Linked DNA regions of Athene noctua: region 1 is linked to region 2. A link is a contact called in public Hi-C data. All regions are on one chromosome and are shown on one strand. Each heading gives the region's core, a stretch centred on a gene start, on an enhancer-like site or on the middle of the called end of the contact. The rest is flanking DNA. Distances are from core to core; before and after follow the strand shown.

Region 1 (3,285 bases), core at 767-3,266, 310 kb after region 2:
CCAGAATAAAAGAACACAAAACTGGGACGTAACTACTTTATCTTGAGCATGTTCATGCAAGAAAACTACAGCAGCTCCTTTTCACAGCCCTAATGAAATGCTTTGTGTCCATGTCTATGTTCTAACACAGCAATTCTGTTTATTTTACAGGCTTATAATAAAAAAATGACATTTTATGAGCTACATGATAGTATTTCAACAATACCTTGTTGTGACATGATACAGCGTAATTACTTAGCAGGAGATAGTACAATTTATTGTTATGTCACTGAGTCATATCCTTCAGGACTTCAGGCTGGTGTCTTAGTTTGCTTTTTAAAGCCATACAGACTAGCCAGCTAAGTCAAGGGATGCATAAAAACCTCCTAGAAGTAAAGATATAGAAGAAACATGCGCCTGCACACATCAGCATATTTGAAAACACTTCCCCAATCCTTTTTGCTTCCCTTTTTGTTTTGCTTTTACAGCATTACTGGCTGGGTTAGTAGTAATCAAAGATAACAGAAATTCCAACCCAAATATGCAAAAACCAGGTATGTTACATTAGGGTCCTATTCAGGTAGTTAAACACACAGACTGATCCCACGGAGCTGGAGTTGCTCAGCACCTACCACTGACTTCACCCACGAGAGGGGCAGCATGCAAACAGTCCCTCTCTGTCCACAAGAAGCACCGCTGGCTCTCCATCTGCCCGCGCAGCTTGCACCGCAGGGCAGGGCCTTGCCAAGCACGGCATTTGCCTATCCCTTGGCATCATTTTAGGTACCCCACACTAATCAGGAGAGGACATGATTTTGTACGACACACTGTAACAACTGTAAGCACAATACGGTGCACTAGTGGCAGCACCTTTCCCTAAGCAATAGAGTTCAGACACTAGGCCAGGATAGTTATCTTTTTTAAAACGCCTGCTCTGAGTGAAGTCCCTCGGACTGTCTTCGGGTACGGAGACAAGCGGCTCCGGTTTCACGGGCCGTACGTGCAGTGCATCCCGCGGAAAACTCCGTCTCAATCAGTAAGCACCGAGCCGGGAGCAGCCCAGGCTCCCGGCCGCCACGGCGTGCCCCGGTGCCCCAGCGCCGCGGGGCCGGGCCGCGCCTCCTCAGCCCCGCCAGCCCCCGGCTCAGCGCCAAGGAGCCCGGGGAGGGGGAGGGCTGGGACACACACACCCGCACCGCCCCTGCCTGCGCGGCCCCGCGGCTGGCACCGGCCGCGCCCGCCCGGGGCCGCCGCCTCCGTCGAGGGGAGGCCGAGCCGAGGGGAGCTGGCAGCGCCTCTCCCCGTTTGCCCCTTTCCCTCCCGCCCGGAGCCTCTCCCCGGCGGGAGGCGGGAGCGCACCCGGGCGCGACGGGCCGATCACAGCCATAAAAAAACCCAAAACCAACCACCACCCCGGCAGGGGCCTCAGGCAGCCGGCAGTCCCGGCGGCCGGGGCGGGCGAGCCGCCAAGCCGGGGCAGAGGCGGGCCGACACCTCTGCCCCACGCCCGCCGCGCTCCGGCCGCCAGCCCGCACCGCCGAGCCGAGCCTCGCCCGGCCCCGCCACCTCCCCGGCGCGACGGGGCGCGGCGCGGGCCGCCCCGCGGCGGCAGGGCCGGGGGAGCCGCCGCCCGGCTCCGCGCCGTCCCCCTCCCTTTCCCAGCCCCCGCCGGCGAAGCCAGCTCGGCGGCAGCGCCCCAGAGCGAGCACCTCCCTTCCTTCCCCCCGGGCGCTGGGTGTTGCTGTTTTGCTGCCGCCGCCGCAGGTCGGCCGGGGTGGGCGCGGAGGGAGGGAGGGGAAGGGGTGCGCTGCGCTGCGGGGCCGGGTGCCAGGCGCACGCCTCTGCCTGACACACGGGCGGGGGGGGAGGAGGAGCCGGCCGGGCAGGTTTGTGTGCGGGGCGGTGGCGGCCCCACTCCCCGCCCCGCCCTTCCCCTCCCCTCCTCTCCTCTCCCCGGGCTGCTGGGGATAATTAGTGTCTGTGCGAGTCTGTCTGCCCCCGGGAGGCAGGGCGGGCGGCGCGGAGTCAGTGCGTGCCCGCCTGTTTGTGCGCGGTGACTCGCCCCGGCCCCTCGGCGGAGCCTCCACCCCGCGGGCGGGGAACCGCCCGGCCGCGCTCCCCGCCGTGACCCTCCCACCGCCGCTCACCCCGCCGGCCCGGGGAGCCTGGCAGGGCGAGCGGCGCCGGCGTCATGTGACATCGCGGCCCGGTGCCAGCAGCCCGGGGGGAAGGCGAGCGGGCGGAGGGCGGGAGGCAGGGCGGCGGGCGGGCGGCTCCTCCTCGCACACGGACCCGGAGCGACCGCGGAGGCGCCTCAGCCGCGGGGACGCGGGACACGCCGGCCTCGCGCCTCCGAACCGCCGCCGCGCCCCCAGCCCCCGCCACACATCGCGACCCGCGGCACTGCGGGAGCCGACGGAGGCCCGGCGCCGTCCGCGCCGCCCGCCGAGCGTAAGTGTGAGGGCGGAGGGGGGGCGGGCCGGGCTGTGCCGGCTGCGGGATGGAGGTGCCGGCGGAGGAAAGTTTCCAGGCGCTGCGAGCGGCGCGGAGCCAGGGGCGGCAGAGGCGTGGGACGCCGCCGGCAGCCGGGGCAAGCGGGAGCCGCGGCCGGGCCGGGGGCCGGGAGTCTCCGTCGGCCCGCAGCTGCAGGGAGGGGGGAGCAGGACTCGCTCCGGGGGGGAGGGGAGCGCGGGGGCTCCGGACAGGGCTCCCGCCGCGGCGCCTGTGAAACTTCCTGCGTGGCCGGTGGGGCGGCGGGGGGCCGTGGGGGGGAGTGCCGCCCTCCGTCGCGCCCGCCCGGGCGGGCAGCGCACCTGTGTGGCCGGCGGCGCCGCTCGGGGCCGGCCTCCCCCCTCCCTCCCTTCCTCCTGCGGCGCCCTCCCCCGCCGGCCGCCCCCCCGCCTGCCCTTGGCGGGAGGGCCAGCGGCCGCCCGCCTCTCGGGGCCGCCCTCCCGCCGAGCGGGGCCGCCGCTGCCGGCCTCCCGCCGGGGTGTGAGGGGCTCGTCGTCGGCTAGAGACCGCTGTGTCGTCGGATCCCGCACAGGCTGCCGTGCCGGGCGGAACCGAGGTGAAAAGCGTAGCGGGCGCCCCGGCGCCGAGGGCAGTGGGGGACGTGCCGGGGCGGGAGCTCGCCGGTTGCCGCTGTCCCACACCGGTAGCGCGATGCTGATCGGCACCGCCGCGTCCCCAGTAAACTCACGGTGAAGTGAAGGATGAGACTGGCTCTCAAAAATGTATCCCCCGTGTTGTCGTCTAACCTTAGCACAGCACGGCAGTTAAGTGTGGAGTTAGAAATAACGACGGTAA
Region 2 (3,651 bases), core at 447-2,946:
AGCTGTTGCTGAAGTATCATTACCAGAGTGCTACAGAAGACAGATGATTCCAAAAGTGGATAGACAACATATTTTTTTGTCTGATTTTTCGTTCCACTGATCTTTCATCTCAGAGTTTTTCCAGAAGGGTGACAACAGTTATTTTTACTGATAGTAATGCAGAAGGATATTCAATAACATCTTTGGAAGTGATGTGTAGCATTTCTTTTGTTGACATGCATTCTGGTAACATATTAATGAATTTGAAAGGTTTCCAAATATCTGTACAAGTCCTTACTTCTGCGAAAATTTTCCCAATTAGTACTCGTTATTCTAATCAGTCACACATGCCATTAATATGTGGTTTAATGTATAAATGATAATATGTAGGCATAATATGTTTCAGCTGATAATAACAAGCAGCTCCAACTTGAAAAGTTGTAATATAGACAAAATTTATTCACAAATAAATAAAAAGCATTCTTCAACATAGTAACACCTTCACAATACTGAACAAGCTCTTTTTAGGAATGGGATTTTTAGCTGCCAATAGTGGGAATGGAGTTGGCCAACTTCTCAGCATGGAATAGGAATAATGCAGGATTCATCTGGGTAATCTGAGGGGGCTGTGCTGTGAGGCTTGCACAGAATTAGCAGCAGTAGAGCGCTGTGACTGTGACTTCCATAAAGAACTTCCTACGGTTGACTCGTTGGTAACTAAGAGAAACAGAAGTCACATTAAGTTCTGGATTTTGAGACTAAACGCTAAAAAACCCCAGTTATAGGTCAATTCACTGAAATATCCCCCCTTGCATGCCAGAATTCCAGTTTGTTCTGAAGTGGTACAAGACAGACCAACAGAGGAGGAAAGCTGGATACTGAATTTCTCCGGGCTGTTTCCCTCTTTGCCTCCAGGTGAATGCATCTTGTTCATACTTTTATTACGGGAAGTATTGGCTACACTGTTGTTAGGATGTCAAAAACCAGACATGACTCAACACTTTTCTTGGGTCCTTGGTTTTGTCCTTTCCATACTCTCACTTTACAGAGAGTAAATAAAGATACCACCTACACAGCTAATGCATTTAAGTAGATGACTCTATGTCTGTATTTTGCTTATAATCTTTATCCCAAATTAGGGCTCTTCTGAGATCATCCCTCAATTATACTTTCTTTGAAAAGAAATCTAAGTAGACTTAGCCCAGCGGCCATGAAAAGCTACGCTTTTAAAACAGCGTTAGTTTTCTCCCGTCAGCCATGCTGAGGAGGTAGCGGTTTGGTGAGCGCCAACGAGCTCTGCTATGCTGCTACCGCATTTCTGGCGCTGCTGCTGGGGACTGCGCTCCGCCGCCGCCTCCCCGCAGCACGGCCCCGGGGCGCGGAGCCCCGCAGCACGGCCCCGGGGCGCGGAGCCCCGCCGCCCGCCGGGTGCTCGCCCTGGCCGCGGGGGGCCGCCGGGACAGCCCCTCGCCGCGTCCCTGGCGCAGGGCGCGGGCACGGCTGGCACTCAGCCGCAGTGCAATGCAGATACGGTGATCGGAACCCCCTCCGGGAGAGGACCGCCACCCCGGCTCCCCGACCGGCAGGGGCGGAGCTGGGCGGCCCTGGCGCTGACCCGCGCCCGGAGGTGGGGCGGCCCTGGCTCGGATCCCGGCCCGGGCCCGGGCGGCGGGCGGGGCGGGGGTGGGGCGGCCCGGCGCGGCCCCGGCGGGCGGAGCGGAGCGGAGCGGGGTGCACTCCGGCAGAGGGAAGGAGCGGGGCGGCGGCATGGCAGCGCGGAGCTCCGCCGGGGATGCCGCGCTGCGCCGCGCGGCCGAGCAGTGGTTGCTCTGGGACAAGGTGAGGGCGGCGGGGGCCGGCGCGGGAGGCGCCTCCCGGCCACGCGGGGCGCGGCGGGCGCAGGCTGGTGAGGCGTCGACAGGCGTGGGGCGAGCCTCGGCTTTTGAATTGGGTCCGTGCTTGGGGCGGTGAAGGCACTTGTCGGCGCTTCCCGCCCGGCTCCCGCAGCCCCCCCGGCAGAGGGGTGCGCTGCGCTGCGCTGCTCGCCCTGCCCCGCCCTGCCCTCCCGCTCCGCGGCGCGGGGGGGCCCGCGGTTCCCGGCGCTTTCCGGTGCTGGCGGCAGGCGTAGCAGCCCCCGCTTCCGTTTAGAAACCGGCTGCTTGGCCTCTGAGTGTCCTCACTGTTTCTCTCAGCTGTATTGACTTTCATTTTTAAAAGGGTCTGTCTTGTTCCCAACCGCTTCTGTTGTAGGGGCAGTTGATGGACTTAAATTATTAAAGGCAAGATTACATTGCTGTTTTGTCGGTCTCTCAATGTTAAAACCCTCCAGGTACTAAATTTTGTTTACAAAAGACGTGGGCTTGCTTCAAAACTACTGGGAAATGCGGCATCTCTCCTCTTTTTTTTTTTTTTTTCTGGTAGTGTCACCCAGTGCTTAGTGATGCTCGCTGTCAATAAAATAACTCTGAATATTCAATATCATCTGGTTTCATGGGTTTTCTTCCTTTTTCTGATACTACTTAGGAACACATTAGCATGTGTTATTTCCTGTTATCTCCTGTTAAGGCACTTAAACATCTTAAGACTTATCTTTCTGTCTTCAGTTTTGGTCTTGGCAGCACTATATGCAGAACTAAAATCTTCTGTACATTTCTATATTCCACACGCATTAAGAAATATCTTGCCACAGTGGTGTTCTGGAAATGCTTCTGTACTTGCTTGCTGCTGTAGTTCCCGCTGAGATGCAGGCCTGCGTTCAGCACATGTGGTTTGCATATTTTTTGTCCCTATACATGAAATTTGTTCTTTTGGCTGTATTGGAACACCCTGGCCATGGCCATTGCCCCCTTTTGGTCACTTTAATGACTGCCCTGGGCTCAGCAGTGCTCTCTGGGTTTTGTGCAACCTGTGTATTTGTTTGGTCTTCTGCTTATTTCAAGATCATCAGTGAAAACACAATAATTCATTTTTTAGAGTCTTTCCAGCTTCTGAAGGACATCGTTAAAAGTACCTCAAGTTTGTTGTAATTCTTCATTAAAGATCATTCAACTGATTGAGTGATCAGTTAGCTAGATCTGTTTTTATTAGTGATAATGCAGTGCCAAACCAGCCCTTCTTTCAGAAATGCTAGTGTGTCATATCAAATGACAATAAGCTTTTGTCTCTCTTTTTTTTTTTTTTTTTTACAGTTTATTGATTTTGAGAAAACAGTCTGGTTTGAAAGGTCCTGTAATTTCCGTATCTTCCTTGACTAACATTAGTTATATTCCTATCTTCTGTGTAATCATTTAATTTTCAACTGGTTATTCCAATTATTTTGTGAAACCCTCTGGAAATCCAATGTGACATCCCTTATAGTAGCTTTACTTTTGAAAGGTTAGCTCTTTGCTAACAATTGCATCTTTGACTCAGTAATAATTGACTGGTGTGCAATACCCATTGCCGATTGCTCAAAAACAATGAGGTATTTCCATTTCTGAGGGAGCTTTTACATGTTTGTATTGAGTAACAGAAGAATCCGATATAACCCTTGTCCATTTACTGGGATACTAAAAAAAAAAAAAAGTTCCTTTTGACGTTTAGCGATATGTTAATATTTAATGATGATAAGCTGCTCATTTCTGACAAATAATAGTTGCAAGAGCAAGCCGTTATGGCTGAAGACAGTCCTGC

Evidence for each region. A called contact is a pair of places that touch in the nucleus more often than the background predicts.
Region 1: a contact with region 2 is called in a Hi-C map of heart, with 4 times the contacts expected there. The contact joins the promoter of KLF3 here to the promoter of PGM2 in region 2. A contact is called at or near these places in 2 of 2 Hi-C or Micro-C datasets (heart and liver).

Annotation. Positions count from the first base shown.
Region 1 is chr4:25,988,310-25,991,594 of bAthNoc1.hap1.1, forward strand. It overlaps KLF3 (KLF transcription factor 3), which reads left to right and starts at 2,017. Exons shown (of 7, transcript XM_074904651.1): 1 at 2,017-2,430. It overlaps LOC141959610 (a long non-coding RNA gene), which reads right to left and starts at 1,751. Exons shown (of 3, transcript XR_012633474.1): 1 at 1,689-1,751.
Region 2 is chr4:25,680,082-25,683,732 of bAthNoc1.hap1.1, forward strand. It overlaps PGM2 (phosphoglucomutase 2), which reads left to right and starts at 1,697. Exons shown (of 14, transcript XM_074904639.1): 1 at 1,697-1,818. The coding sequence starts at 1,747. LOC141959609 (a long non-coding RNA gene) reads left to right here. Exons shown (of 2, transcript XR_012633473.1): 2 at 1-258.